Linked DNA regions of Mus musculus: all the other regions are linked to region 4. The links are chromatin contacts, called in public HiChIP or PLAC-seq, Micro-C and promoter capture Hi-C maps. All regions are on one chromosome and are shown on one strand. Each heading gives the region's core, a stretch centred on a gene start, on an enhancer-like site or on the middle of the called end of the contact. The rest is flanking DNA. Distances are from core to core; before and after follow the strand shown. Region 1 holds the start of Arhgap19 (Rho GTPase activating protein 19). Region 2 holds the start of Slit1 (slit guidance ligand 1). Region 3 holds the start of Lcor (ligand dependent nuclear receptor corepressor). Region 4 holds the start of Ccnj (cyclin J). Region 5 holds the start of Frat1 (frequently rearranged in advanced T cell lymphomas). Region 6 overlaps Pdlim1 (PDZ and LIM domain 1 (elfin)).

Region 1 (4,489 bases), core at 1,171-3,670, 970 kb before region 4:
TCCATGGCCTCTGCATCAGCTTGTAACTCCAGGTTTCTCCTCTGTTTGAGTTCCTGTCCTGAAATCCTTCAATGATGAACTGTGATGTGGAACTGTAAGCCCAATAAACTGTAAACCAAAAAATCAACCCCAGGATGCATGATGTTTTATCACAGCAATAATAACCAGAAATAAGACATAGTTTTTTGCTTAAAACCTACTCATTCCTTCTATACACTTTAAGTCATGCCTAGGTTATAACAGCTAATGCTACATAAATAGCTTTTAAAATGCATTGTTTAGGGAATAACAAGAAAAAGGTCTGTATGCATTCCATATAGACCTTCCCAACTTCTCCCCTGAAAGTTTTAGTTATGATGTTGGTTTAAGACATGGGACCAGGGGCTGGAGAGATGGCTCAGTGGTTAAGAGCATTGACTGCTCTTCCAGAGGTCTTGAGTTCAATTCCCAGCAACCACATGGTGGCTCACAGCCATCTGTAATAGGGTCAGATGCCCTCTTCTGGGGTCAAGGATATACTCATACACAAAAACAAACAAACAAACAAATCTTTAAAACAAACAAACAAACAAGGACTTGGGACCAGCTCTTCTTGGCTGACATTCCCTGCCTCACCTCAGTCTTGTGTTTCAGAGAGTAACTTATTTTATTAGTGTGCATGTGTGTAGGCCTATTCATGAGTATACGCATGAATGTGAGTACATGTGTGGAAGCCAGAGCACAATCTCATGATTCATTCTTCAGATACCTTCAGTATGTGTTATAGTTCTGAAGGGAAAGGCTTCCCCATTACCTTTGGGGATGGAAATGGGGTGGGGGTTAGGGGTGGAGGGGTTAGGGTGGGGGAGGGTTGTTTCCCCCAATGCAAGTGTAACACCATCTCTGCTCCAGCAGGGGGAGATGTCCCCAGTGAAAGTGTTATAGCTCTGCTCAGAGATACTCTGGCAGTCCTGAGCCAAGGAATACCACAAAGTCCCACCCAGCATACAACCAACCTCACACAGGAAACTTACTGCAAGGGGAAACCCGCGGAGGGTGGCGGCCTCTGCTGGGGTGAAAAGCGGCAGAAGCTCAGCGGGTTTTGTATAGGGTTTCTTGGTGGGGCGGGACAGGCGATGAAGACAGAGCTTTCCAGGGTGTCCAGGGAGGGAGTGGTGGGATTTTTGTGGCCTGATTTTGGGGCAATTCTAGGGGTTGGTGGGAATTTTGTGCTCAGGGATTGGTGGGATTCTGTTTCTTGGCCCTGATTTTGAGCTTGGGGTCAAGATAGGGTCAAGGTTGCCTGGTCTGGGGGTCAAGTCAGGGTCACAATGTTCTTTCCCTTCACTTTTTACTCTCTACCATCTATATTTTTTGCTTTTAGAAAAGATTTTATGTGTCTCTGTGCATCTGTGCGCATGTGCCCCGGAGGCCAGCTCTGGAGGCTATAGGAAGGCAATCAGTCCTTTGGAACTGGACTCACTGTCTGGCCCTTGTGAACCTTTCAATGCAGGGAATCAAACTCTAGTCTTCAGGAAAAGCAGCAAGTGTTCTTAGAACCACGGAACCATCTCTAGCTGCCCCTTATTGTTAATTGTGAATTTCATATATCAATACCATGTTTTTTTTTTTTTTTTTTTTTTTTCCACCTGCCTCTGCCTCCCAAGTGCTGGGATTAAAGGTATACGCCACCACTGCCTGGCTTAGTCACATTTTCTTGTTGGCCTGAAGTCACCCAAGGAGGCTTGTTTGGATGACCCAAAATTTGCCTCTCTATTCTAGCCAGTGCTTTTGGTGTCTTTATACTGACTTTCCCCCTCCCCCAAATATGTACCCTGAAGATCAGCCCCTGCATACATACACACACACATACATACATTCATACATAAATACATACATACATACACACATACATATATACACACACAAGAGTTTACTTAGGGTAGCTTACAGGAACGTATGCAATTTACCACTGATTATATACCATTGAAGAAAATGCCTTTTCTTCCCTTTTACTAAGCCTATGGATCTTGGGGGTGGGGTGAATGGGGGTTTAAGTGAGTGAGGGGTGATGAGCCCTTTTCCCTAGCAACCGTTAACTGCCTACCGAACTGGGGGATGGGCAGGGCCTCAAGAACCTTTTCTCTTCAAGTGACTTTAAAAACCGACAGTTTTGTAACTCAGAGATTTACCTAGCGGGGAGGGGAGCGCAGCCAGGAATTTGTGACTTGATCCGCGGAACTACATGGGTTAATCAAAACGAGAAACTACATCTCCCGGTAGGCCTCGGGCAGGTGTTTCTCCTGCCCTTTCGTTGGTTCTGTGCTACCAATGACAGTTAGATATTTGAATAGACCAATAGTAGCATGGAACGGTTCTTATTTAGGCGGGGCCATAGGTTCGTCCAATCGTACAGGACTTAGAAAACCATCCTAGCCAATCTAAGGGCTAAGGGGCGGTGCCTGAGGCGGGGCTGCAGACCAAGCTGCCGCGGAAGATGGCGGCTGAGGCGCCGAGTGGAGGGGAGGCGCCGGTCTGCGACTCTGGCCGGAGGTGAGCCAAGTTTTCCGTCCTGCTGCCTAGGAGACGGGACTGTGGGCTAGCGATGTCGCCGCCCTGCCCTTGAGTCACCGTGGTCCACAGGCCCGGGCTTTGTTCCTCTCTCCCGTGGTGTCTACGCCGACGCGCCTGCGGGGGCTGAGGCGGGTCTTTGCGGTCCGTGCTTCCCGCTGCGCTGCTCTCCGCGAGTCCCACGGCCGTGTGTGGAGCCCTCCCGACGCTCTGGCTGCAGACCCCCGGGCCACGGTCATGGTGTCTGCCCTGGCGCCGAGCGTTTTGAGTGGCAACTGAAGCCCAGAGCGGTTTAGAGAATCCCACAACGCCCCGGGAGCTTTAAATGTCCTTCGTGACAGCCTCTGCGCTTTACTCAGAGCCGCGACTTGAGTGATGGTTAAAAGGGATTTTTGTCCCCTAAGCTGGCTGACCTTTCTCGGCTTCAGCCTTCTTCTGTAAATAAACATAACGATACTTATTTCAGAACCTGGACGGGATGACACAACCTATTTAAAGCGCATAGCACCCATCCTGGCAAACACTTCAAAATACGATAGATTTTTATGTTTCCTTGAAATTGTGATCTCATTTCTTCTTTCTGGAACGAGTACTGTCCCTGTCATAAAGTCGAGCCTTTCTTAACCGATTACAAACAAATATTTGGAGTCTGACACACTCCAATAGAATGAGATTACTTACATTGTCAGAGAGTATGATCAATGCTATGCTTTGGTACGGAGTTAGTACAGAACAGAAGAACCAAGAATTTTGGGAAACCGAGTTTGTGAGCCTGATTTTTCCTGAGCCCTGATGGGCTTGTGTGGGTATTGTTACTGTTTTGTATGGAGGAGTTTTCCACTCTTTGACCTTTTATTTCTCCCGGGAACTGTGCCCGTGGGTTGATAAATGTCATTAGATTATCTCTCCTCCGACTCGAAAATCCTGAATTGTAATGAAAATGAGGACAAATGAAATACTGTTCTACAGCAAGAGGACTTAGAATTCTTCCTTGAGGCTGCTGTCAACTGAATGTAAAATTTGAAACTGTTAACTATCTGACCAACACAGTTTTCTCTGAATCTGAAACCCTCTATTGTCGTTACTGAGACAGGTTCTTGCTAAGTACCTCGGCTGGACTGGAACTCCCAGTCTCGTTTCAGCTACCCGTGTACTTGTCAATTGCATATTGCAGGGGATTAGTCTGGGGGTTCTTGTGAGGCTTATTTATTTATTTATTTATTTTTGAAACAGAGTCTCTCATGTAATCCAGGGAACCCCAATCTTGAGCTTCCGAACCTCCTTCCTCTGCCTCCCAAGTGCTGGAATTACAGGCATATGCCACCAAGCCCTGTCTTATGTGCTGCTAGGCAAGCCCCCTACTGACTGAGCTGCATCCCCAGCCCCATTTAATCAATGGGACTAACACTTTTTAAATCTGTCATTTATCGTGCTTGTGTATGCCTGTGCACACACACTTAGGTACCACAGTGCATGCACAGGAGAGCAGAAAGCAGCTCACGGTTCTCTTCTTCCACCGAGTGGATTTGAGGATCATGCTTGGGTTGTAGGCTTTGCAGGGAGTGCCGTTACTCACGGAGGCATCTCACTGCCAAGGTGTGTAGCCCAGCACTTACAGATATGCTGCATAACTCTGTCTTTGGCCTCTCATACACGTCCTGAGGAGACAGTCGCTCTCTGAGAACATCTTCTGTGGGCTCCATGTCTTGCAGCAGTGGGCACAGAAATGACTGTAGATTCAGTACTGGGCAGTAATGTAGATAATTGATATCTCTGGGTACTGAAAGGGTTTGCTCTAGGAAGAAAAGCCTAGGGAAAGGAGAGAGACAAGGCGGGATGACGGCTGTCTGTTAGACCCCGGAGATGCTGAGGACCGGTTGGCAGGATTCCTTATGTTGAGCCTTGGTAGTCCTGCCTTGAGTTGGGATCTGCCCTGCAC
Region 2 (4,882 bases), core at 2,257-4,756, 910 kb before region 4:
CTGCCACCGAGCCTGGCCTGTGACGGTCCATTCCCTTTAACCTCGAGCCAATACAAGCCCTTCTTTTCTCTTCCCTTTGGACACAGTCTCACTAGGTGGCCCTGGCTGACCTGGAATTTGCTGTGGAGTCCAGGCTTGAACTCACAGATCGGCCTACCTTTGATTCCGGAGCATCTGATTAAAAACACACCACCATGCCTACTTCTGGGCTTAAGTTGCCCTTGTCAGGTATTTCTACACAGCGAGAAGAAGAATCACACACCACTGTGCGTCTCGGGCTGTCCCTCTGCTGGTGTCTTGTCCCGGCTGCTGTGTTTGCTGAGGGGTCGGGTCACACTCTGCAGCTGTCCAACCAATGTCTCCTTGTCCTGTGAGACCTTCTGAAGTGCTTTGCCCTGTAGGGAGCCCTCAGGCCTCTGTGCCTGTCCCTCTGGTCCACCTCTAAGCGTTCCGTACTCACACATTCCTGCCCCTCTGCTCCTTCCTGACTGCGGCTATCTGAGGACCAGGTTCACTGATGAGCAATCCAGTCCCAGGGCTTCCTGGAGCCATCAATATTCATAAGCAGTGATGATGGAACCCTGGGAAGCAGGCATGCTATCACTGTTTTTGCAGTTTGGGCTCCCCGCCCTAGTGACCTGGGGGTGGGGGGAGATGGGCCTTTGTATAAAAGCTGGAGGGAAGGCTCTCTCTCTAAAGTTATCTAGAAGGCAACAACCCTCAACTGCCATAACGAGGGGCCTCAGTACATGCATGGACCATTCCACTAGGACAGGGAGATGTGACCCTGTGTTTTCCTATGGGGGTTGCCTGTAACTGGACGGCAGGCTGAGCTGGCTTGGTGGAGCATGCCTGCCAGAAGCAATGTGCCAGGCCAGCTTCTCTTCATCCGTGCAGAGGGAGCAGGTGGCCCGGGCTTCAGGGAGGGGGTAGGGAGACCCCCAGAGGGAGGGGCATAGGAGAGGAAATTGAAAAAGCAAAGTAGGGGGGGGGTTAGCTTGGGGTATGTGGCTGGCCAAGCGGTTGTTTAATGAGTAAATGTGCCGGGAGCGCTAATGAGCTGTGTTCATTCATGGTAAGCTGCCTCTAGGAGCGAGGAGCCCGCCAGGCTCTGAGGTGGAGGAACTGGGGATGGGAGCCAACTTGGGGAGCTGCCTGGCTACTGGGGCAGGGCCTCCCATGATGGGCTGGCTGGGGAGTCTTTGTCCTGGGTCTGAGTTGCCCTCCTTCCTCCCCTCCCTTCAAAGGAGAGGCCAGGCCTTGCCAGGCGTTGACAACTTGGCTTAGGGCCTGCTTGGAACTCACTGGCCAGGCGAATCTGGAAGCTTCTAGTGTAGAGCCTAGCTCTCGAGAGCCATGAGCAAGGTTGATCTTGCACCCCCGCCCGCCTCCTCTCACCCCTCCCCGTCCCCGTTCTCCCTGCCACTCCGAGGACTCCAGGGCATGTCGCCCAGTTAATCAACACTCTCCCCTTCCCCACATGGGTCCTGGCTTCTAAGAGCCTCTGAGATTACGGGGTTGGGAGAGAGGAACACCTCTGGAGCAGAAGGTTGGAGGCGTACATAGTTTGGGCACTGTCTGTGATGGGCCTACTAAGTGCCAAATGCTGGGGTTGGTGCCAGAGGAGGAAGTGAGGGACGCAAAGGGGTGGCACTTTGCTAGTGGGGTGTCAGGGAAGGAACACCAGTGTGAACAGCTTCAACTATTGAGGAATAGACAATTACGACACTAAAGTGTGAGGATTTCCTAGTGCTGGGGGATGGGAGGGGGAGGGGGGGAAAAGTCCTTAGAGGACAGGCTGGCTTTCTGGGAAAAGAGGCAAGTGGCCCTTTTATATTTAGATCCCAGTGATAGAAGCTCTTGATATCACACTGTAAGGACTGGCAGAGAAAGCTCCCTCCCCAAGTTACCAAATTTGTCTTCAAGAGATAGAGCTGGGATGTAGAGACTGTGCTCTGATCAGAAGTGTGGTCCAGGGCTTGTCTTGAATGGAGTCAGACATTCAAGTGTGCCATGCTGACCACAGGGCCTTATGCAGTATATGGTAAAGTAACTGGAAGAGTCTGATCCAGAGGGAAAACAACCAAGCATCCAATGGTTCCAGGTGAGTCCCACGCCTCTAATCGTGTGGTGACTTCAGTATCTCACCACTGTGACAAACTGCCGTCATTGCTGGGCTTAGGTTCTGCTCCCCCCTCCCCCCAAGAAGGGGGACCCTGCAGTAGCTCCACTAGGGGGGCTTTTGACTCTTGACCATCTGAGCTACTTCTGATGCCCAGTTGTTATCTGCACATAGGGCCCTGACTCCCGGAGCTCAGCTCAACACGAACTCCAAAGCTTGCGTGGAGTTTCCAACAGAGGAATGCTCGACAGAGCCATCTTTATCGGGGGGGGGGGGGGGGGGGGGGAAGTCCTTCTCTTTGAGTGCAAAGCTTTGGAAGGGATGCACATGGTGTGGAATAGGAGGAAGGGGACACCCACAGTGACACTCAGATCACCAGATCAACCCTGTTGATCAATGGGATGACAGATGTCTCAGCCAGATCTCCCTCACATCCGGAGCTCAGCTCTTTAGAGACCCAGAGAGCCACAGCTGTCCGTTTTGGGGGAGGTGCTTTCTTTTCTGGGGTTGGAGGGAATTCTGTCCCTCACTGGATTTCCTATTCACACCCACATCCCCAACTCTGTCAGAATAAGAAAATTCCTTGCCCATGGGGCTGTGAGGCCCGAGGTCCTATTCAGGTACCAGTTGACTGGGTGGTGTTTTTTTCTTCTAAACAGGTTCTGTGTTCTCTCCACTCTGGCCTTTTGAGAGGACCAAATATTCCTTTTCTTCTGTTTCCACCTGCCAGATGTGGAGAGGCTAGTTGCTGGATTTCCAAGGTGGCTTCCTATTGGTATACCAGTAGAGAGGCTTGTGTAGAAAACACCTCCCCTCCGGACTTACAAAGTCCTGTCAGGACTCCTGTCATCCCAGCTGGCTGGCTTCTGTTCCCGGAAGAGGTTGGGTTCTGCCTTTAGGGAGAGTATGTGTTGAGGGAGAAGACTAACCTGGCCTGAGGCTTTTATATTCTCTCAAGTCTCTTCCCTCAAGGTCCCAGGCTGGGCAAGGAAAGACAGCTTGGAGAGGCCATCTGGTACAAGAAGCCTCACCAACAGTTGACAAAGGAAGTTGGTGGGGCCCGGTGACCTCTTCAGCCATTGGGGAAGTCTGTGGTCCCAGGGAAGGGAAGGTGTAGGGAAAAAAAATCTTTTTGCTCCTCTGCCCTAGTAGCTGAGGGTACTGAAGTGACTGGTCTAAATGTACACATCATTGCAGTGTGTGTGTGTGTGTGTGTGTGTGTGTGTGTAGCTTACAGAGCAGGTCCAGTCTGTAAGCCCCCTTCCCCGGGCCCCCGCAGCCCTTGGCGCCTGGGAGGTTGCACCTTTGAAACTGTATGCCAGCGGCTGGACCTCTGTAGCAGCAGAGAAGTGGTGGGGAGGAGGCGGGCGGTGGTCCGTGCTTGGGGGGGAGGGCGGGAAGGAGTCTGGCCCTGGAAGTGTGCTTTTCGATTGATGGATGACTGCCGGGTGTGAGCGAGCGTGCGGGTGTGAGTGTGTATGTGTGTGTGTGTGTGTGCGCGCGCGCGCGAGGTGTGTGTGTGTGCGCGCGCGCGGGGCCTGCCCATTTTCCTCCTCACAGCAGTCAGTTGGGAGCTGGAGGGAGAGGGAGACGCCGGCAGCGAGCACTGGGAGAGGAGCTGAGCGCCCTCCGCTTAAGACGCCTTTCCTGGGTCTACGCACAGACGCTGTCGCTGGGAGCATCTAGGTACCACTCGATCCGCAAGGGCGCATCGCACGATTCCACCGGCTCTTCGGTCCTTCGGTGGGGATAGCACCTGGAGCTAGCCCCGGACGGGGATGGTCAGCGGCTGCGGCCGTCTGGCACGCGAACGGGACACGGCGAAGGCACCATGGCGCTAACGCCCCAGCGCGGGTCCTCTTCGGGGTTGAGCCGACCGGAGCTGTGGCTGCTGCTGTGGGCAGCCGCGTGGCGCCTGGGGGCCACGGCGTGCCCCGCCCTCTGCACCTGCACCGGCACTACGGTGGACTGCCACGGCACGGGTTTGCAGGCCATCCCCAAGAACATCCCACGGAACACCGAGCGCCTGTGAGTACGGATCCGCCCGTCCACTGGGAGTCCCTCCACCCCCTCGACCCCTGGTTGCTCTCCCACCCTGACGGATCAGAGGGACCGGAATCGGGTGGGGGGCGCTAGACCGTTGGGCTCCGTCGCCAGTAGAGGAGTCAGTGCCTTGGTAGGTTTTTAGGAAACCAGAAACCAGGAGCGCATTTGCAGGTGCCAGATTCAAAGGGCCCTGGAAGCATCCTCAGCCCTTCCTCACACCTGCCCCTTGCGATCTCTGCTCTCCGCTGTGACAGGTCCTTCCCACTGTACAGCACTTTATTCCTCTAGGGTACCTGGAGCCTTCCTGGCACCTAGGAGAACAGCTTCCCACAGACTCCAGGCACGGTGTCTCCTTTTGGACACATGGGGTTTGCTGGGTTCTGAGTGGGCAGGTGGATTTGGGCTCTGAGGGCTCGCTGCCACGGACCAGAAGTTTCTGAGCACCTATTCTACCCATTGTTTGGTCCCAGAGCCTGGATAAGTCTTCCCTTGAAGGTGTAAGCAACCTACCCTCTCCTTCAGTCTTCATCCTGAGCCCAGGCAGACAGACAATGGGACCCGAGGGCCTTTGGTTTGGGTTTTGGGGAATATGACATCGGAACCCTTACAGGGTGAGAGGAGTCCTGGACTGCGAGCTCAGGGATGATACTAGAGGCCAGGAGCTCGGACTGGGACATAAGGTTGGAGACATTGACAGTGACAAGTCATAAAAAC
Region 3 (4,928 bases), core at 1,111-3,610, 650 kb before region 4:
GTCAATTGAGGTGTTTACAGGAGAATTTTATTAGGAAACAAAACAAAACATTTTTGTCCAGAAGCAGTTATCAACCACTAATACAATTAATGAAAAGAAAGGGGAGGTCACAGAACACAAGGATTTTAAAGCAAACAGCATAGGGATACTCATTGAAATAATTTAAACAAAAGCTGTATCTACACAAGAAATTTGAAGGGTTGCATTTCTCAATTCCACAGTATTTTAAGCACTAAAATGCCCTCCAGGACACAATCAATCACCAAGAGTAAAACACTACAAAAAAACAAAACAAAACAAAACAAAAACAAAACCCTTCTAGTTTCAGTCTTTTGTATTAACTAAGAATCCAGAAAACGCCTCAATTAGATGTTTCTCAAAACCTGCCCTGTACACTTACTTGACGATGACAAATAACGTAATTCCTAAGTGCTTAAGCCCATGTCACATTATAGCAAATGTGTGACAGGTCATGGAAAACAAAACAAGCAGAAGCAGAAGAGAGCAAAGACAGCTAGAGCCGAAACGGCTGCTTCCTGGAGGGCAGGGCAGGGCTTGGATTGGCAAGAGGGAAATTTTAACCTGTATTCAAAAAGGTAAATCACCTCCTCCCCCAAAATTGCTCAGATTTTCATTATTTACCCAAGTATACATTTAAAAATATATACTTTTAACCTCTGGACAACCAAAGTGGTATCAAATATCTTACCGAATTAATTACATTTGGTATTACAGTCTAAGTCTTTAATAAATTCACAATACACATTTTCATAACGAAATACTGCAAAAAATGGCAGTGCTCATTTTCTCTAAGTACAGGTTACCTTATTTTCCACTTTTTTTAAAGTTTTAGTTTTGCTTTTTCATCTATTACCAAAAAAACATCCCTTATGGGACATTGTAAAAGGGCAGACCCTCCTGTCAAGCCAGAAGGCTCCAACACAAAGACTGAGCTAACCAAGTGCTGTAATTCTTCCAAACTGAGGCTCTCCACACCCCCTCCACCCTCCCCCCCCCCCAGCAGATATGTCTATTAAATCAGTGTCTGTTCTCCCCCTCGCACAACAAAGAGAACTTCTCACCGCATGAAATTGCCGCTGAATGGACACCAGAAAGCAGGATTTGCATAATTCCTTCCAACGAAACCCCATCGGGAAAGAGGGGACCCCGGGCCCAAGTGGACGGACAGAATTTCCCAGGTCCGTCTGAGGAAGACCTGAATCCCTAGAACGCGCCCCATCCACACGGGGGGCTGGAATTCCGGGCCTCCCCGAGGACTGGGCGTGGGGGACAGAGGACGACGAGAGGGCATTTCCCCACACATCAGCCGCACCGAAGCAGAGACGGGGAAATAACAATGCTGAGGACATTAGAGTCAGACACAAGGATGGACAGAGGCTAGGGGGCGGCGGGTGGAGCAGACACCACAAGAGCCACTTACTTTTTGGAGGGGGGTTAAATATGTGAGTTAAGCCCTTATGGTCCCGCCGGCCGCCGCACAGAGGGAAACGGGACCTTGGGAGAGAAAAACAGACAAAACACACAGTGTGAGAGGTGCAGCTCGCCTCCCGGCCCCTCCCGGGCGCCCCCCACTCCCGTCCACGCTCCCGCCGCCCGGGGAAGCGCGCCGGTCGCCGGCCGCCGGGGCTCCGCGGAGGGGACCAGGGTGACCCCCCCGCCCGGCTTCCCACCCGGGCCTCCCCGCCGCGCGCGCACGCCAAACACAAATCCGCACACACCGACCCGTGCGTCGAGGACTAACTCCGCAGCCGCCGCTGCCAGCAGAGGAAGTGCAGCCGCTGCCCCCCGCGGCCATGACACCCCACTTGGCTCGCTCAGGCGGACGCGGGGCCTGTGACAGCTCCGGCTCCCTCCGCCCCCATCTCCACCTCACGCCTCGCACACGCCCGAGCGCCGCCGCGCGTGCACGCGTGCACGGGGGCGCGCCGCCGGCGTGGGGGAGGGGCGCGGGGCGAGGGCAGGTGGGGGCGACCCCGTGCGTCCCGGCGCGCTGGCGGCGGCGGCGGCGGGCCCGGCGTCCACAATGCGCCCGCTGGGGGAGAGGCCGCGCGTCCGAGCCCGCCCCGCGAGCCGAGGGGAGGGGCGCCGCGGCGGCGCGCTCGCGCTCCGGGGGGTGGGGGAGGGGGCCGAGCCCGGGAGGGCGCGCGGGGCCGGAGCGCGGCGGACTCTGCCCTGCTCCCTCCCACGCACGGGAGGCCGGCGGCCGGGCGGCCCGGGGCACCGGTGGAGGGCCTCACCTACACAGTGGATGAGCTTGTGGCGCCACGAGTCCAGTTCTTGCCGAAAGCCGCGTCTCTCAACGGAGCATTGCTGCCGCCTACACACCCTCGCCATCTTCTGCCGCCCGCCCGGCCCTGCCTCCGCCGCGGCCCCGCGCACGCCCAGCCGCGTCGCCCGGGGCCGCGCACGCACCCGTGGCCTGGGCGTCGCGCCTCCCGCCGGGGGCGGCGCGGGGGCAAGGCTGCGCTCACCTCCCCGTGGCCCCGTGGCGGCCCGCTCCTCCTCCCGCCCGCCCGCCCGCCCGGCGTCCCCGCGCACCAGCTCTGCGTCCCACGTCCAGTCCCCCCGCCCCGCCCGGAACGGCGTCTTTCTACGCCGGCGCTCGGTCCCCGCGCCGCCCTCGCTCTCCAGGCAGGCCACGGTGGCCCCGGCCCTCCCCGGGGCTTTTGGGTTTTAAACTAGTCCCATCTATCACTTCCTACCTGCCTATCGGCCCGCACCAACTGTTGCAAGTTCCGCACCATTGCTTCTCGCAACTTCTCGGTCGAAACGGCTCCTCCCACGGGGGCGCCGTGCAAGAGCAGAAATAGGAATAAATGCCCGGATGCCCTTGGAGGCATTGAGCCCCGAGGTTTGCAAAGGTGAAGTGGATAATTTTAAGTTTTAAGTTATCGAAATGCTTCGCCGGTATTCATAAGCCCCAATTTAAAAAAAAAAAAAAAAGAAAAGGGTTTTAAGTCAAATAAAAAGCCTAGGGGATCTCTTACTAGCAAGACTGATCATAGTTGAAAGTCTTAAGAGAGCTGAGAAAAAAAAATGTGCTAGTAGAAAATGAATTTCAAACTTTCAAACAACAGCTTAAGAATATGTTGGGAAATATACGCCCAGATCCGTAGTTCAGGAAAGGACTCAGAACATTTTGATGAGAAAGGATTTCCAGGTGCCTTCTGGGATAATTAAACCACCTTGCACAGGGAGCCTTGTTTTGTTTAAACATCACACTATTAATTACTTGATTTATTTGAAAGAGAGGAGAAAGAGCAAGGAGGAAATAGGAAATGAAAAAAACGGAAATGGCTACTTACCAATACAAGCTAGGTGGCCTCTTCCTCACCCTTAGAATTTGAGAGTGCATTCCTTCTAAATATTTAAATGTAAGTATTTCTGTAGGTAAAACAAAATCATCACTTGACCTCAAGGATTCCACTGATGTGTATCAAGTCTGGGTCTTTGAAGGGAGGGCGCTCTGGCGTGGGAACGGGGGTAACTGCCCCTAAGAATGACTTGGTGGGTCTCCTGGATAGGAGTAAGATTACGGGTAGTAGGCACCTTCCATCTCAGAGCCAATTAGATTTCCACAATTCTCAAAGCCCGCACTGTTTCATCGCTTTAGACTACTACACCATCAGCCGACCACGATGGTGCACACCTGGTAATAGCAACAGTTCGGTGGGCTGAGAGGCAGGATTGCAAATGCCAGGCCAGCCTGGGCAACATAATGAGACCGTGTCTCAAAGCAAGACCCCTGGCAAATAAAGTCTTAGGTCAGACTTCGTTGAGTTTCTGTGTGGTTATTACTACCCTGGGTTAGGTGGGGAGAAGATCAAAGGGAAATGACCGCTAGCTGGGAGAAACCATCCCGTTCCCTATCTCTAGCGTGAAATTCCTTTCCTCACCACTAGGTGGTGGGTTTCAATCTTGTAGATTTTAAGCAACTTTCTGTGATGGTTGGAGAAAGTGTTTCATAAAACATTTTGTTGTTTTTAATAAGTGAGCAATGTACAAGTTAAAAGTAGTTAATAATATACTTTTCAAATCAGGATCCATATGTTTTAAAACAAGTCAAGGGAAATAGTTTCTCAACATAACCTCTTGGAACAGTGGTTCTCAACCTTCCTAATGCTGCGAACCTTTAGTACAATTCCTCAGGCTGTGGTGACCCCCAACCATACAATTATTTTGTTGCTTCATCATAACTAATTTTGCCACTGTTATGAATCGTAATGTAAATATTTTTGGAGATAGAGGCTTGCCAGCAGGGTCACAACCCACAAGTCGAGAACCCTTGAAGTCTCAACCATACAGATTCAGAGATTTCTAAGGGATCTCAGAGATTAATTCAAAGTGGAAACAAGCATTCTTGTTCCTTTCAGCCAGAAGCCCAGACAAGTCAGATTGAATAACAGAAGGTGTGGGGTCAGTAGAAGCAGGCACAAACCCAGAGACAAGTTTCCAATTCTGAACTTAATGCTATGTCCGCTGCTCCACTGTGAACCTCTGCTTCTACTTCATTTATTTAAAGTAGAGAACCAACCTATAATTGACTCTTCATGATGCTTTTTTGAAAGACAATATGCTAGACTGTAATGATGATGATGATGATGATGATGATGATGAAGAATAGTGGTTTTGTTTAGTCCTTGAGACTTTGCCTCTTCGGAATGTGAAGTAGGTTTTGCTCTGCCATCCTTCCCAGTGTACAGGTTGTTATGGTTTGAGTGTGAATGTCTCCCACAGACTCATGTGTTTGAACTCTTGGTCCTCCCTCAGCTGGTGGCCCTGATTTGTAAATGTTGTAGAAGCTTTGGGACAGGCACCCTAGCTGACAGATCTAGCTGCACATCTGGAGGACTGCAATCTTGCCCAGCTCCTGCCCTGAACTCTGCGCTTCCTTGTGGGTGCCACAC
Region 4 (4,514 bases), core at 412-2,911:
TTAAAGAGTCAGCTGTTTCGATCCTTTCCCAGTTTTCATCCAAGGTGAAACTGAGTTAAGTTGATCATTCTGGGTCTTCCCTCTGGCTGTCAGAGAAGCAGGGCTATCGCATATATCTGACTTATAACATCCATCCTATAATCATTAGTTAGAATACCCAGGCTTTGGTCCAAAAGGAGTAGGTTCCCCCCCCCCCATGACTATTAAGAACATTGTGTCTATTTTCTACACTTGACATTACCAAGGAATAGCTCCCTCCACCTTAAGGCTTTTTGTATAGCCTGGATTTGAAGGACCAAGGAACAGTAAGTTATCACATAGCTCTTACACTGTTCTAAGTTCCTGCACAGTACATACTTAACAGATTTCACAATCACCCCATAAGGACGTTCTGTCGTTGTTATTTCTCCTTTTACAGACGAGGAAACTGAGAAAGAGAAAATTAAGTTGTCCGAAGTCTCAGAGCAGGTTTGGGGAAAGGTTGGAGAACTGAGTTATGTACAGGGCTTACACCAGCTTCATGCAACAGCATGTACGAAACAAGGAGGGCTGTTCACTCACACACAGACACAGACAGACAGACAGACAGACACACACACACACACACACACCCATGGTCGACCTGGCAACATCGGAACACCATCCACCTTCCTTCTCCCAACTACCACGCCCCAGTCTTCTCCACATTTACAGGTTCTTCGGATGCAGCCCAGGGAAGGAAGAAGTTAATTAACTTTGACAAATGAGCAAACTCGCCTTCTCTGGCCTGGAAGGTAGAGAGTAAAGAACCTGACTGGCCTTTCCAGGAAGCACAAGAGCCGGGATGGGGAAAGTCGGGTCTCGGGAGTTACCTTGTACCGAAGCGCCTGGTGAATATCCGCAGCCAGCTGTCCTCGCCACCACTGCCCCTCCAGCTCCATGGAAGCCGGAGGTGCGCCCGGCCAGACGCCGCAACTTCAGTCTGGAAGACACGCCCCAGACGCGGTCACGGCCAGCAACTCCCCCCCCCCCCAGTCCCCCCGCGATCCTCCGCGCCCCCTCCTCCAGGGATGCGATCTCAGGTCACCCCGTGCGGCTGCTCCTCTTCACCTGACCCGACCCCGAGCCATCTTCCAACGCCAGCAAGGCCTGATCTACCCAGTCGTCTGCAATCGCCCGCTGCAAGAACTGCAGAAAGGTGCGAGCTCTGAAAGCTCCGGGCGGGACGGCCCACCTCGGGCTCTCCGAGTTCTGGGTTCGACCTCAGCCGCCTGCACTTAGGCGCGGGAGCCCTGACATTGTCAGAACGTCGCCGGAATGGAGAGTGACCAGCGCGCGACACCAGGTCCGCGCCGACAGCCCCGCACGCTCCACCACCCTGGGGGTCTGCGGTGCGCCCGCCGCAGCGCGGACCCGGAGCGGCAAACAAAAGGCCGGGCGGGCGGCCGTGCTCCGCGCCTCGCTTCCCCTCGCCTCGCTGCGCTCCCGCAGGCCTGCCCGGCCCACGCGGTTTCTTACCCGGAACCGCGGCCCTCAGAGCCCCAGCCCGGCCGGCGTGCACGGGGCGCCGGCAGCGTTCATGCCGCGGACCGTCGGCCGCGAAGCCCCCGCCTCAGCTAGGGCCCAGCACCCGGGCGCTCGCGCCGCCCATTGTTAAAGGACCGGCAGGCGGCTCGCCGTACAAAGCCAGCGCCGGGGCACGGGCCGCCCCGCGCTGCCAATCGGCTCTCGCGATACAGCGGGGTCGCGCCTCGCCGTCCAATCGGCGGCCGGGCCGAGCCAGGTGCTACTCCGTCTCCCGGGCCCCTGCCCGGTGCCGGGCGGTCTCGCTCTGCAGCCTCCGCGGTCTGTCGGCGCCCGAGGGCCGCTCACCTGCAGAGAATCTTTGATGGGTCCCGGGTGCTGGCAAAGAAAGATGCGATGTCTCAGCCCCGGGATTAAAACTTGGCAGCGCGGATCTGGCCCGCTGTCTCACTTCCGAGGGGCTGCTCTCCGGGATCCTCCCCCTACCCTAAGCCTTCCGAATGGGCTTTAGCTCTTACCAGTCCCTAAGGCGCTTTGGTTGTCGAGTTCTGCTCCAGTCTCCCCTCTAAACCCAGTACTCCTTTTAGCTCTTCTAACTCAGCTCTTCTTGTTGCTTTCACTTCGGCGATTCGCGCGAGTTGCGACTGGAATTGACATCTTTAGCAACCTGGCTTGTCAGATCCATAATGGATGTAATTGACCATCTGTGGTGGTCAAGGAAGAGACCCTAAACGGTGGGAACACTCCAGCGTCAATTGAGGCGATTGGCTGGGGCTGGAAATGTAACAGAAACCCCATCAGTTGTATTTGAGAGTGTCTGGAGGACCACCCCAAAAGAAGTAGATGGGTTCCCTCAATTTTCCAGAGACTGTAAAGCGACTTCCTTCAATATTTAAACATAAATCATGAGACCTCACCCCTTACTTTGAATATTTTGTTTAGAAAGAGGAAGAGTGACAAAGGGCTAGTACAGAAAAGGATGAGTGCACACTTCGGGAGCATGGCTTATCACCCTGGTATTTGCATCCATCCCGGAAGGGCTGCTGCAGACCCCTGTGTGACAGTGTTATACAATGCCTGGGGAGAGCAGGGGTTCAGGAAATGATGGGAAGAAACTGGAAGCATGCACGTGAAAATTGGCAGAACCCAGCCTAGCCCGGTGCATTTCGGGAAGAGACTACTAGTAGAGGGAAAGGACGTTATCTGGCTAAAATTTCCATGTCATTTATGGTATTTAAGTAGTACTCAGTTTCCAATTCACGACTACTAAGCAGCTTTTGGCTTCCAAATGATTTAGGGTCCAGGCCTTTCTTAAGAACCTTTTCAGAAAAGTGGGTCACAGACTATAATTGCCTATGCGATCCTGTAATAAGCAGGTTGTCCTACAGTCTACTTTGAACACGTTGTTTGCCGGGAGAGACCGGTTCAGAAATCATGTATTATTCTAGACTTAGATGGCTCTTTATAAGATGCCAGTATTCATCCTTGTTCATGCCTGTGTATGTCTCTGGTGGTCTCTCTAGAGTCTACATTCCTAAAAGGAATTTCGGTCTTACTATTTTTTTCATCCCTTTAGAGTGAGCTGGGCAGAAGGCACTTCAACTCTGTGTTCCCACAGTTTACATTCTACTGGGAAGAGAAAAGTCATAATAAATGAAAGATAAATCCATACCACACGGTAACAAGTGCTGTAAGGCAAACAAAGTGAAAGGCTAGATAGGTGGATAGGCCGACGTTTTATGATAGGGAAGCCATGCAAAGGCCTGAGGGGAAGCGACTGGCTATCTAGATGGTGGATGGGCATGCCAGCAGAGGGGACAGTAAACACGACAGGGTTCCATTTTGGAAGGAAAGTAGAGGGCAGTTTTCCACTTCAGTAAAGATAATCCAAACTTCAAAAGACACTAGCAAAGGTTTCAGAGCGAACCGGGCAAGGCACCCGCACAACAGAGAATGGAACCTCGAGTTGGGTTGCAAGAGATGAGGGTGGGAGCTGATTCTCTGGAAGGCTTTTGGGACTGCGGGCACTTCCGGCAGTCGGAAGCCACCACGCTCTGGCAGCCAAGACACTAACATCGGAGCACGCAGGGGAGAGAATTCTTCATGAAGCTCTCTGTACTCAATGCACGTGTTCATCAGACGCTGTGCGCTGAGAACTGGGGGAGGGGGATGAGCAGTACAGGGCTTGCCCAACGTACCCGAGTCCCTGGCTTCAAGCTACTGTACCACAAAAACCAAAACACTGTAAACCAAATACACAGAATGTATTTAAAAGTTAAAAAAGAAAAGAAAGCCATTGCTTTTTGTCAAAAAGAAAACACTTTAAAATAAATGCAAGCAAAAGGCAAAAAAAAAAAAAAAAAAAAAAAAAAAAAACCCAAACCAAACCAAAACAAAAAAACCATAAAACCAATATAAAACTATGCATACTAACTGGCAGACTCCTTTCTCCACTTCTTCCAGAGGTGGCCTTTTCCCAGAGGCACCACTACTGCTGTGTCTTTTGTTGTATCTTCTCAGAAGTATGCAGGTCTTTATAGCAGCACACACATACAGCCCACTTGCCTCGTTTTATGTAAAATGGTAGCTTATTCCGAGGTCTACTGTACACCTCGTTTTTGCCATACATCCTAGTCTAGGGATCGTTCTGCAATGGGACATCCGGGGCTCTTCTCAGGCTCTATCAAATTCCTTTGGATACGGAACACTCACTAGGAGCCAGAAGCCCCGGACCCTGTTCTTGATTTGTTTCCTTGGTACAACTTTACACTGTGGCACTGTTTACGTCACCGCAAACACATTCACACCCAGTGTCTTTGCCTACAACACCATCGTCTCCCACTTAGTTTGGATAAGCCCATTAACTGCTCTTATTGCCACGACACCTGCCATCCTTCTTTAAAATATTTGACACTTGGCACTTGGAGCAGTTGAGAAAGGGTAGATTGCACCTGTAATGAACTTGATCAGGAAGAGCCTAGATCCTATTTCTAAGCCACTACAGAACAGAA
Region 5 (4,848 bases), core at 2,198-4,697, 1.0 Mb before region 4:
AATTGACATCTAATACACAAGACAGACAATGCTTCCAACGAGTGGGTTTCCATTGAATGAAAAATCAAGGACCCCCCCCCCCCAGTCACCTGGCTACTTAGAGCCAGTTCTGGAAAGGAAGGGCTAGGGACTACCAACCATTCTGTGCTGCCACCATGCAGGCTGTATCTCACTGTCCGTGTGGCACAGGAGAGGAAATGGAAAAGCCACGGAGTCCCCAATACTTCTCCAAGGTCCCTGCTCCACTTCAGCCTTTGTTATATCTAACTCAGCTCCTTCCTTAAGGGAACAGATTGCAGCATTTCAGAAAAGGGCAGAACGGGGCGATCGTGTCATCGCCAGGACAGGATGGTAGCAAATGTACTAAGGACAAGGAGGGAGGTGTCATTTGATAAGATCTCAACCAGTGTTCCTACCACTGGGTTTATATCTTGGGTAGCACCTGGTCAACAACCCCATTAGGGCACCAGAAGAGGTGGGCGCACGGGGCTGGGGGGGATAAGGGGTGCCAGAAGAGCTGGGTCCACGTAGGTGGAGCAGTTAGCCTCCCAGACTGCTCTGATGTCCTCCCCGGCACCCAAAAGGCTCTGAGGTTGCTGAATGGGATTGGTCCAAAACCTGACCTCAGTTTCATTTAATTTCATGCCAGCACCGACACACACCCAGCTGCACAGACCTCATCTAACTACTGAGCTGCTCAGACACAAAGGCCTCTAATTACCAGCCTCGAGCCAAGCCGACAGAGATTTCAAGTGTTTTCATGTTTATGGAGATCAGAGAAATGTGTTCTGTTCATCTTTCGCACTGGAGGCAAGTACAAAATAAAAGCCGGGGTGTGGGGGTGTGTGTGAGGGGAACCCAACACATTTATTCAAAAACAGTTATTTCAGTTAAAATCCTATAATCAGGACAGCCACAATTCCAGTCACTCCGGTGCGAAGTGTAGATATGTCAACAGCCACATCTGGATGCTGAACAAGCCATTGACTCCAGAAAACTAAAACGAAATGGTCGCTCAGAGTGAACAGTGTTTCCAAGCACTTCACAGTCACAATAGCAGAAAAACCTGCAGCTTTCCCATTTGGAGGGTCACATTTTCTACTAGGGTTCCTTCCCTTACAAAGGCCAGCTGGCACAGCTGGGGGAGGGTCAGGAGGAAATCAACTCTGTCTATCCAGGGAACTGCAGCTGTTATTACAAATGGCCCCGAGAGCCCATTAGAAGAGGCTGTGTGAGACTGTGTCCCAAGCTGTGTCCCTGGAGTGCCCATTATGTGGAATCTCCCCAATCCCCTACCCTGGCCCCTAGCATCATCAGCGCCACCCTGCTTGAGTAGGGCAGCAGAACCAAGGGGGAAAGGTGGTACTCGGTCACTGTCTCAAGGCAGTTTGTCTGCAAGCCAGGTGGAGGGGCAGGGGCGGTGGCCTCGGACGGGAAGCACACTCAGCACTCGCCATCCCCACCTCCTCTGGGATGTGGCGGGAGCGTCCTTAGGGGACTCTTGCATTTGCAAAACAGTGTGCTCTCTTCCTAGCAAGGCCATTCGGTTGTCTCCGTGTTGGAGTCCCACTACACGGTGCACACCCAGGAAACAGTGACCTTGAACCCCCAAAGGGATGGGTCTCCTTTAAAAACACACTTTACGAAGGCAGGAGGGGGTCACTCCTTGCTTCGCCATACCCTTCCATTACCCAACACAGCTCACTGCTGTCTCCACCTTACACTCATGGGGTGCAGCTTTCCCTCAACACTCTGCTAACAGCAACCCTTTGAAAGAAAAAGGGAACGGACAAAAAAACGGTTACTTCTATTCAGCCCCAAGAGGGTCCTCTCGTTGTACCGCATGTTTTACATTGAAACCAGCACCGCAAAGGATGATGAGATGGTCTTTTAACTGTCGTTAAATGTTCAAGTGTGGCATTTTGGAGGGGGGGCGCCCCCCGAAATTAAGTCCACTCTTGTTTCCCCCTCCCCGAAAATGGATCAGGAACCAGCCCTGAAAAAGTACAGCAAGTAATGGGGATCATCGTCCTTCGTTCCATAGCAGGCTGAGCCGATCCTGAGAGCATGCACCGTGGCCACGTGGTCCCCGCTTGGCCAGGAGAGTCTGCGTGGAATTGCAGCGACCAGGTTGAATCACGCCAAAAAAAAAAAAAAAAAAAAAAAAAAAAGGAGCCCTGCTGACAGCCTGCGGTGCGCTCTGTAGATTCTGCTTTAAACAAACCTAAGTCCTGGGTTTCAAACAGTTCGGGGCTTTCAATTTCAGTTACCCATGAAAATATCTGCGATATTTCGGCTGTCTTCCTTAGCTTATTTTCCCGTTTCCAAATAATGCTCGAGTCCACCACCAGCTCCGGCTGGGTGAAGCCCTGGGTAAATCCCTTGGTCCCCGGCTACAGGCTGGTGCTGTGGCCACTTAGGTTGTTAGCTGCCAGGGACAAGAAGGTCGTCCCCAGTTCTGAGCTGCGCCCTCCCCATGAAAGCGCCAGGGTCGCTGCAGGCCGCGCGAGGGCTCCCGGGCGAAGGCGGCTCATGCACTGGGGCTGACAGAGGCCCGAGGAACGGGTGTGCGGGAAGCTTTGCGTGTAACTGTAGCTGTCGCGAATGAAGTCTGCGCACCGCCTCCTTGATGAGGTTTCCCGAGAGCACGAGCTGCTGCAGGAGCCGGTGCGGGTCGTCGTCGTCGCCAGTGCGGGTCTCCGGCTGAGATCCGCGTCGCTGTTGCAAGCGGCGGGACGCGGCTGCGTTCCGGAGCCAACCCCGGCGGCACGGGCCCGACAGTGGCTGCGGGGTGCTTAGTTTGCCGGTCCCCGGGGGTCCGTCAAGGCCCGGCTGCTGGGGCAGCGCGCTGGCGCCGGGGGAGATCTCCGCCACGCAGTAGGGCGCCGACCGTCCCCGCACGCGCCCGCGCTCCCCTAGCACGCAGCGCACGGCCCCCGGGGGCGCAGGGTTCCCGGTCTCCGCTGACCCCGTCGGCCGCAGCAGCCTCCTAGCTGGGGTCCCGGTCTTGTCCGCCGGCAGCGCCGCCAGGACCTGCGGGGGCGGGGGACCCGGGGCGGCACACGGCGAGGCCGGGCGATCGTGCGCTGCGTCCAGCTGCAGCGTCTCGCCGATCTGGACGATGAGCTGGTCCACGTCGGTCGAGCCACCCAGAGTCACCGACTGCTGCAGCAGGAGGAAGCTGTCGTCGTCCTCCTCCCCCTCCGCCTCGTCGCCGGCTTCCTCCTCCTCCTCCCTCCGGCAAGGCATGGCCCCCCGCCCGGGCCCCCGCGGCTGTGCGGGCGTCGCTGGCAGCTCGGTTGGCCGCGGGCTCGGCGAGCCGCGGCTGGGGCGGGAGCGAGGCGGAGGCCCAAGCCGGGCTAGGCAGGGACCACCGGGCAGTGGCACCGCGCGCCTTAGAGCCGCGGGAGCCGGAACGCTGCCGGCTTGGGTTGATTTGTAAACAATGGGTGACGTCGCGTGGCTCCTACCACCGTGCGCGGCCGGGGGGTGCTGTCTCCTTGGCAGTAGTGAGCCTGTAGGGCCAGGGCACAGAGTAGAGCCTGGCTGCCCCCGAGCCTCATCGGCGTGCCTACTGTGTGCGGGGATGCACTGGGAAGTTGATTCTGGTTCGCTCAGCCGGGCCTAATTGGCATTCCACAAGATGGACACCTTGGGGGACTCGATTGGTTTCTTCCACACACAGTCACTTCCACACACTTACACCTCCACACACTCCCCTCAGCACGTCAAGTGGTTTGGTTTAGGCGGTGGCTTTTTTTTTTTTTTTTTTTTTTTTTTTTTTTTTTTTTTTTTTTTTTTTAAAGGTTTGGGTGACAGAGTCAGAGGAGGCTGGAAAGGAGAGGGAGTGAGGTTTGGACTCGGAGTGACGATTAGGAAAAGGTTGTTGCCAAAGATGGAAAGGAGGATGGAGACCTTGTCTGATGTGGATGGCTGAGCTGGAACGCAAACCGGCCACAGATTTCGTGGTTTTTTGGCTTGGGTTCCAGGGCATTTAGGGGCTGCGTTGACTACTGGCTCTTTGCAAGGAACTGTAATATGGCAAGTGAATGCGTGTTAACGAAATTCAGTAGTCAAATGAAGACTAGTCATCTAGAAAGGGTAGCAGTGGTGAGCTGGTTATATGAAAACAGAGCCTCGGCCATCTTAACTGTTCCAGATAGCATTGTTGAATTAATGGTTAACCAAACCTTTATTAGTTTTTTTTTTTAATATTTATTTATTTTGTGAAAGGGCCTTGAGTATGCTCTTGGATTGGCTGTGTAGCTGAGGATAACCTTGAACTCTTTATCCTCTTGCTTACAGGTTGGGAACCACTAGGTCAAGTGTGTTTATTTAATGATTTTTTTTGGAAGGGTTGGGGATTACATCCAGGGCCTTGCACATGGCAGGAATGCTTTCCTTCTGAGCGAACAGTAATTTGATGACCGCTTTCTTTCTTTCTTTCTTTCTTTCTTTCTTTCTTTCTTTCTTTCTTTCTTTGTTTTCAAGACAGGGTTTCTCTGTATAGCCCTGCCTGTCTTGGAACTCACCACGCCTGGCTGATGATGATCATTTTCAAATGGACTTCAACAGACCCCTGGGTGGTGACACACATCTGTAATCCCAACACTAGGAAGGCAGAGGCAGGAGGATCACAAGTTCAAAATTATTCCTGGCCAAATAGCAAATTTGAGGCCAGCCTGATACACAGAACTCTGTGGCCTAGTTTCTATTACACACACACACACACACACACACACACACAGAGAGAGAGAGAGAGAGAGAGAGAGAGAGAACTTAAAATAAGTGAATTTGTAACGTGTAAATTGTGTAATATAAAGTTGCTTTAAAACTAGTCATAGTGCC
Region 6 (4,723 bases), core at 295-2,794, 580 kb after region 4:
AAAGTCAGATCCCTGCTTTGTCACCCCCCCTTTATCCCCCTGAGACAGGTTCTCCCTCTTTGTATTTTTTAAATTTAAAATAAATTTATGTTTATACAATATATTCTGATCATGGTTTCCCTTCTCCTCTCCCAGACTCTCCCTACCTCTCCATCCTCTAACTCCATTCTCTCTCTCTCTCTCTCTCCCTCTCTCTCATAAGAAAACAAATAGGCAAATAAAAAGACAAGGATAAAAAAAATGAACAAACAAATCAACAAAAGAAACAAAGAATGAGTGGGAGAAATGTCTATACACACCCATAAAAACTCAGACTTGGAAACCATAATATACATGCAAAAGACCAGTAAGGTTAAACAAAAGTCCAAACAAAGCAATGAGTCTTAAAAAAAAAAGTTTCCATAAATGCCCTTGAGTTCATTTAGAGTTGGCCATCTAGTGCTGGCCACAGGGTCTGCCCTTAAGTGTGATTTGTGTACCCAGTGACTCCCTTGGAGAAACTAATTTTTTCTTTGCGATCAGTTGTTAATTGGAGAGGGATAGGGGCTTGCATCTTGCCCATCTCAGCAGTGGGATCCAGTCTGGTTTGGACCTGGGCAGGCCCTGTGCATCAACCCTGTGTGTCTGGAAGACATTATTTCCTTCATGTCGTCCACCTGCCTCAGTCTCTTGCTATCTGTCCACCTCCTCTTCTGCACAGTTCCCTGAGCCCTGAGAGACAGGGCCTCTTCCGGAACCTGGAGCTTCTTCATCATGGTTTAGCTAGCACTCATTCCTCAGCAATCCTCCTGTTCCTCCCACTCCCTGAGCTTTGGGATTATGGGGCTCACTGACCAACACTCAGCTTTTACATGGGCTTGGAGGACCTGAGTTCAGGCCCTCACGTTTATACTGAAAGAACCCTTCCCCACTGGATAATCTTCCCAGCTCGTGATAACATCTTTAAGGACAGTGGATATTTTTAATTTGAATCATTCTTTGGTTATTTATTTTGAGTACTTACTATCATGTATTAGAGGTCAGGGAAGACTCTGAGAAGTGTGATTTAAGAAGAGACTTCAAAGGTGAGAAAAGTAAGTCAGGCAGAGTCAAAAATATTGAGGTGGGAAAAAACTTGGGGAGGAAGCTAGAACTTAGTGGGAAAGTAGCCTGAGGGGAGGGCCTTGCTGAAGTGTTACAGGGTTGCCCTAAAGGGACCTGCTCTTTTATACTATTACATTTGGTCATAAATAAGTGGCTTTGGTTGGCATTGTTCTCCTGGTTTTCCAGCTAGTCTGCTTGGAGATAGAATTTGCCAGTCTAGAGCCATTACCAATCTCGAATAAAGAAATACTTAGATAAGACCATTAAAAAGTGAGGTCGTGGTTACAACAGAGTCTGAAGCCAGCCCGGGATACCTAAGACATTCTCCAAAAATGTCAAACAAACTAAAACAGAAAAGCAAAATTCTGCATTGTCCTTTAGAAAACGCGGGCTGTGTACAGCATAGCGCCAGGTCAGCCTGTGTTTTTACTGCTACTCTAAGTGAGTCAGAATGAGTTTCCTATTGCTTATTAGAAGGAAGGGCTGTGTCAGACGTCTCACTCAGCGACTGCCTGGAGCACAGCTCCTGTGTCGTGAGAGTCAGATGGGCGAGGAGAGAAAGGGTAGGAGGTCAGAAGCTCTCAACTGGCTTCCGGTCTTCACATTCCAGCGGGCTGTTTTGTCTGGTGAAGCCAGAACGTGTTCAAGCTAGAGGGGACCGCAAGGACTAGCCCCTCATTGTGTGGGGTCCGGGTGCCAGAGAGGGAATAAAACACCACAGGGCGCCCACACCAGCAGCCGTATGAGGGCTAGTTTTTTGGTTTTGTTTGGGTTCTTTGGGAACTTGGCTGTGGAAAACTGAGGCTTGTTTCCTTAGTCTTGTATCCTGATTTGGTACTTTGAAGGACCAATGTAGTGTATGGAGACACCGGTGGATCGCAACATCCTCCGTTAGCTCCCGGAGCTACAGGGTTTCCCAAGAGGAAACAAAAGTCCTTTGGGCACTGGGATCTGAGGATGTACCATTCTTCCCCTGGCTTCCAGTTTACGATGACTTTTTAATGTCATACAGTCATGGACTGGCTCTGGGGTGATGATGCTAACATTTTGGTATAACCCTGACTGAGAAAACATCCACTAGCGAACAATTACTCCGAGGCCAGCGCTGCCTCGGAATGAGTGCTGTTCATCACACCAGCATCCATGCTTACTTGAAAAGCCACTGTAGGTCTGTGTGGGGGCACATTTATACTGTCTATAGGGCATCCTCCGTGGACAGATGGATTTGGGGACCTGAGACATTTACTAACTGACCACCCTAGGCATACGTGGTCTGCAAATTTAGAATGACTGGTCTGGAAACCTAGCTTGTAGAACACCAGCCACCTGTAGGGAAGAGCCCTAACCATGGCCAATTTCCTGGTGCAAACCCACACTCTATATTTAAAAAAATTGTCTTTATTGCTTTTTTTTTTTTTTTAAATTGTAAAAGTAACTCAAGATCATTGTAAAGAGATTAGCATACAGTGATTCCAGTTTTGTCTGGGCTTATAGTTTCTAATATTTGCTAGGATTTTACAAAAATAGAAGTTATCACATACAATGTTTTCCAAATGTGCACATTTAAAATATGTTGGTGACTTATTCTGAGGTCAGAACACTGAGTGAGGCTCAAGGTTTGAGTCTGCAGTGGATAGCAGGATGTCTAGTAATGTACTGGTTGGGTGACCCTGCGTAGGTTTTGAGCTTCCTAGAGGTGTTCATTTCTGACAAAGTTGTTGTAAGGAGACAATGAGGTCACATACAGGAAAGACTCAGTGCATGGTAGGTAACAGATTGTATAAACATGAAGGATTGCTACTGGTTAAATTATAATCTTAGCACACTGTCTTAGTTAGGGTTTCCATTGCTGTAAAGCGACACTATAGCCAAGGCAACTCTTAGAAAAGGAAACATTTAATTGGGGCTGGCTTACAGTTTCAGAGGTTCAGTCTATTATCATCATGGCAGGAAGCATAGCAGCATCCAGGCAGACATGGTGCTGGAGGAGCCGAGAGTTCTACATCTTGATCCAAAGGTAGCAGAAGGGAGCTGTCTTCCATAAGGAGGTTCTCTCTTCCACATTGGGCAGAGCTTGGGCACCAGGAGACCTCAAAGCCTGCCTACAGGGTGATACACGTCTTCCTCCACACCTCCTCCAACAAGGCCACGCCTCCTAATAGTGCCACTTCCCATGGACCAAGCATATTCAAACCATCACACACACTTATTCTCCATGCGCTTTCTTCTTTTATCCTTCCAAGGTCTTGGTATATATCCAAGGCTGTCCTCTACTTCTGTTCCCCTAGACCTGGGATTACAGGTGTGCAGCATCTTGCCAAGCTCTCCTTTTCCATGCTCTGCTCTTTATTAGTGAGTACTTAACCCCGTGGTATTTCCTCATTGGTTCTCCTGGACACAAACAGTAACTGATGTGGGGTCCCCTCTGTTGCCAGGTCACTCCCGGAAGCAAGGCTGCTATAGCGAATTTATGTATTGGAGATTTAATCACAGCCATCGATGGGGAAGATACCAGCAGCATGACACACTTGGAAGCTCAGAACAAAATCAAGGGCTGCGCAGACAACATGACGCTCACAGTATCCAGGTGAGGCTGAGGAAATATTTAGTTCATTCCTAATAGACTGGAAGCTGCTTGTGGACAGGGCCCGCGCCTCCCCTTCCCTAATCCCCAATCTCAGAAGCCCCTGCACTTCCCTGGTTCTGTGCTATTATGCATAATGAAAGTACACCAGTCCACGGTTTTGGATTTTGGGGTTGCTCATTTCTTTTCTCCTGTGCACACGACTTATCTCTTGTCGGCTTATCATGTGTCGGCCTCTGCCTATTAAGTTACCACACTTTCACTTGATGAGACACAACTAATGAAAATGAGTTAGGCACTATTAAGGCATAATGAATGTAAATGTCTTCCTGAGTATCAGTTCCTACCAAGGATCCAAGGAGTAAGGGGTGTTGCATCCTGAGATCACAGCCGCTGTTAGGTAAAGGGCCGAGTGTAACTTAAGGTGCACTACAGGAAAGGAGCGGAGGCATTGAGCAGACAGCCCAGGAAAGCACCTTGGAAGCTGTAATTAGGGTAGAATTTCCATTCACCTTTCACTTGGTCATGGAAGGAGCCTTAGGAAGCTAAAATGTCAGCAGTGATTGGTTCAGCTTTGAGTGGCTTCCTAGTTCCTGTTGGATCAAGTTCAGCTTCTGTTTGCTGGGTGAACCTGCTTTACTTAATGGCTCACCAACCTTCGCTTTTATAGCTCTTCATCATGTTCTCCTCTCTGTCAAGTACATTCTGTGACCTTTTCCCCCCTTCTCCTTGTGCTATGGGATTGTGAGACAGACCAAGATGAACAATACGAGAATATTTTGTTCCCTTCAGTGCCCTACTGACTCTGGGAGGCTAACCATTCCATTATGACTACTTCAAACGGACATTGGCCCTTTGTTCTTGTCTCTTGTTCTATCTAGCTCAGCCCACGTCCTCTCCCTAAAACTCATGTTCGGGTCATTCATGCGTTTATTCATAGGTTCATTGGTTTTTTTTAAATTCACTTGCCAACAAATTGTATAGGCGTGTCTTATAATTGTCTGTTACCATTTACTGTGACAAACACAAAGTATAAATATTCTCTACCTTCAAGAG

The links. Promoter capture Hi-C pulls out the DNA fragments that hold promoters and counts their contacts. Hi-C and Micro-C count contacts between places; a contact is called where the count stands out from the background. HiChIP or PLAC-seq counts read pairs in DNA pulled down with a chosen protein or histone mark.
Region 1: a contact with region 4 is called in a promoter capture Hi-C map of liver, with 4 times the contacts expected there. The contact joins the promoter of Arhgap19 here to the promoter of Ccnj in region 4. A contact is called at or near these places in 4 of 39 promoter capture datasets (cranial neural crest, hippocampal neurons, liver and 1 more).
Region 2: an H3K4me3 HiChIP or PLAC-seq map of bone marrow-derived macrophages shows a contact between it and region 4, with 4 times the contacts expected there. The contact joins the promoter of Slit1 here to the promoter of Ccnj in region 4. A contact is called at or near these places in 3 of 39 promoter capture datasets (hippocampal neurons, liver and pre-B cells) and 1 of 115 datasets of contacts at active chromatin or transcription factors (bone marrow-derived macrophages).
Region 3: a contact with region 4 is called in a Micro-C map of embryonic stem cells, with 5 times the contacts expected there. The contact joins the promoter of Lcor here to the promoter of Ccnj in region 4. A contact is called at or near these places in 2 of 39 promoter capture datasets (cranial neural crest and second pharyngeal arch cranial neural crest), 1 of 484 Hi-C or Micro-C datasets (embryonic stem cells) and 1 of 115 datasets of contacts at active chromatin or transcription factors (pancreatic cancer cells).
Region 5: an HNF4G HiChIP or PLAC-seq map of pancreatic cancer cells shows a contact between it and region 4. The contact joins the promoter of Frat1 here to the promoter of Ccnj in region 4. A contact is called at or near these places in 2 of 39 promoter capture datasets (hippocampal neurons and pre-B cells) and 1 of 115 datasets of contacts at active chromatin or transcription factors (pancreatic cancer cells).
Region 6: a contact with region 4 is called in an HNF4G HiChIP or PLAC-seq map of pancreatic cancer cells. The contact joins the enhancer-like site here to the promoter of Ccnj in region 4. A contact is called at or near these places in 2 of 39 promoter capture datasets (cranial neural crest and frontonasal cranial neural crest), 2 of 484 Hi-C or Micro-C datasets (CD8 T cells and LSK cells) and 3 of 115 datasets of contacts at active chromatin or transcription factors (memory CD8 T cells, pancreatic cancer cells and trophoblast stem cells).

What each region holds. Positions count from the first base shown.
Region 1 is chr19:41,800,015-41,804,503 of GRCm38.p6, reverse strand. Arhgap19 (Rho GTPase activating protein 19) reads left to right here and starts at 2,420. Exons shown (of 12, transcript NM_027667.3): 1 at 2,420-2,532. The coding sequence starts at 2,477.
Region 2 is chr19:41,742,480-41,747,361 of GRCm38.p6, reverse strand. It overlaps Slit1 (slit guidance ligand 1), which reads left to right and starts at 3,506. Exons shown (of 37, transcript NM_015748.3): 1 at 3,506-4,150. The coding sequence starts at 3,954. It overlaps Gm19424 (predicted gene, 19424), which reads right to left and starts at 401. Exons shown (of 3, transcript NR_040320.1): 1 at 158-401.
Region 3 is chr19:41,480,114-41,485,041 of GRCm38.p6, reverse strand. It overlaps Lcor (ligand dependent nuclear receptor corepressor), which reads right to left and starts at 2,360. Exons shown (of 8, transcript NM_001370767.1): 1 at 2,259-2,360; 2 at 1,442-1,515.
Region 4 is chr19:40,828,426-40,832,939 of GRCm38.p6, reverse strand. Ccnj (cyclin J) reads right to left here and starts at 1,661. Exons shown (of 6, transcript NM_172839.4): 1 at 1,498-1,661; 2 at 852-961. The coding sequence starts at 920. It overlaps Cc2d2b (coiled-coil and C2 domain containing 2B), which reads right to left. Exons shown (of 35, transcript NM_001376940.1): 35 at 3,162-4,514.
Region 5 is chr19:41,828,569-41,833,416 of GRCm38.p6, reverse strand. It overlaps Frat1 (frequently rearranged in advanced T cell lymphomas), which reads right to left and starts at 3,447. Exons shown (of 1, transcript NM_008043.3): 1 at 834-3,447. The coding sequence starts at 3,249. The coding sequence ends at 2,425.
Region 6 is chr19:40,250,857-40,255,579 of GRCm38.p6, reverse strand. It overlaps Pdlim1 (PDZ and LIM domain 1 (elfin)), which reads left to right. Exons shown (of 7, transcript NM_016861.4): 2 at 3,519-3,670. Among named protein-coding and RNA genes, the nearest start is that of Gm41845, 18 kb to the left of the region's middle. Within about 2 kb of position 1,544, at least 88 of the 459 cell types and tissues checked have an H3K27ac peak or open chromatin away from gene starts, as enhancers often do. A contact at or near this core is called in pancreatic cancer cells and trophoblast stem cells, where this site is marked.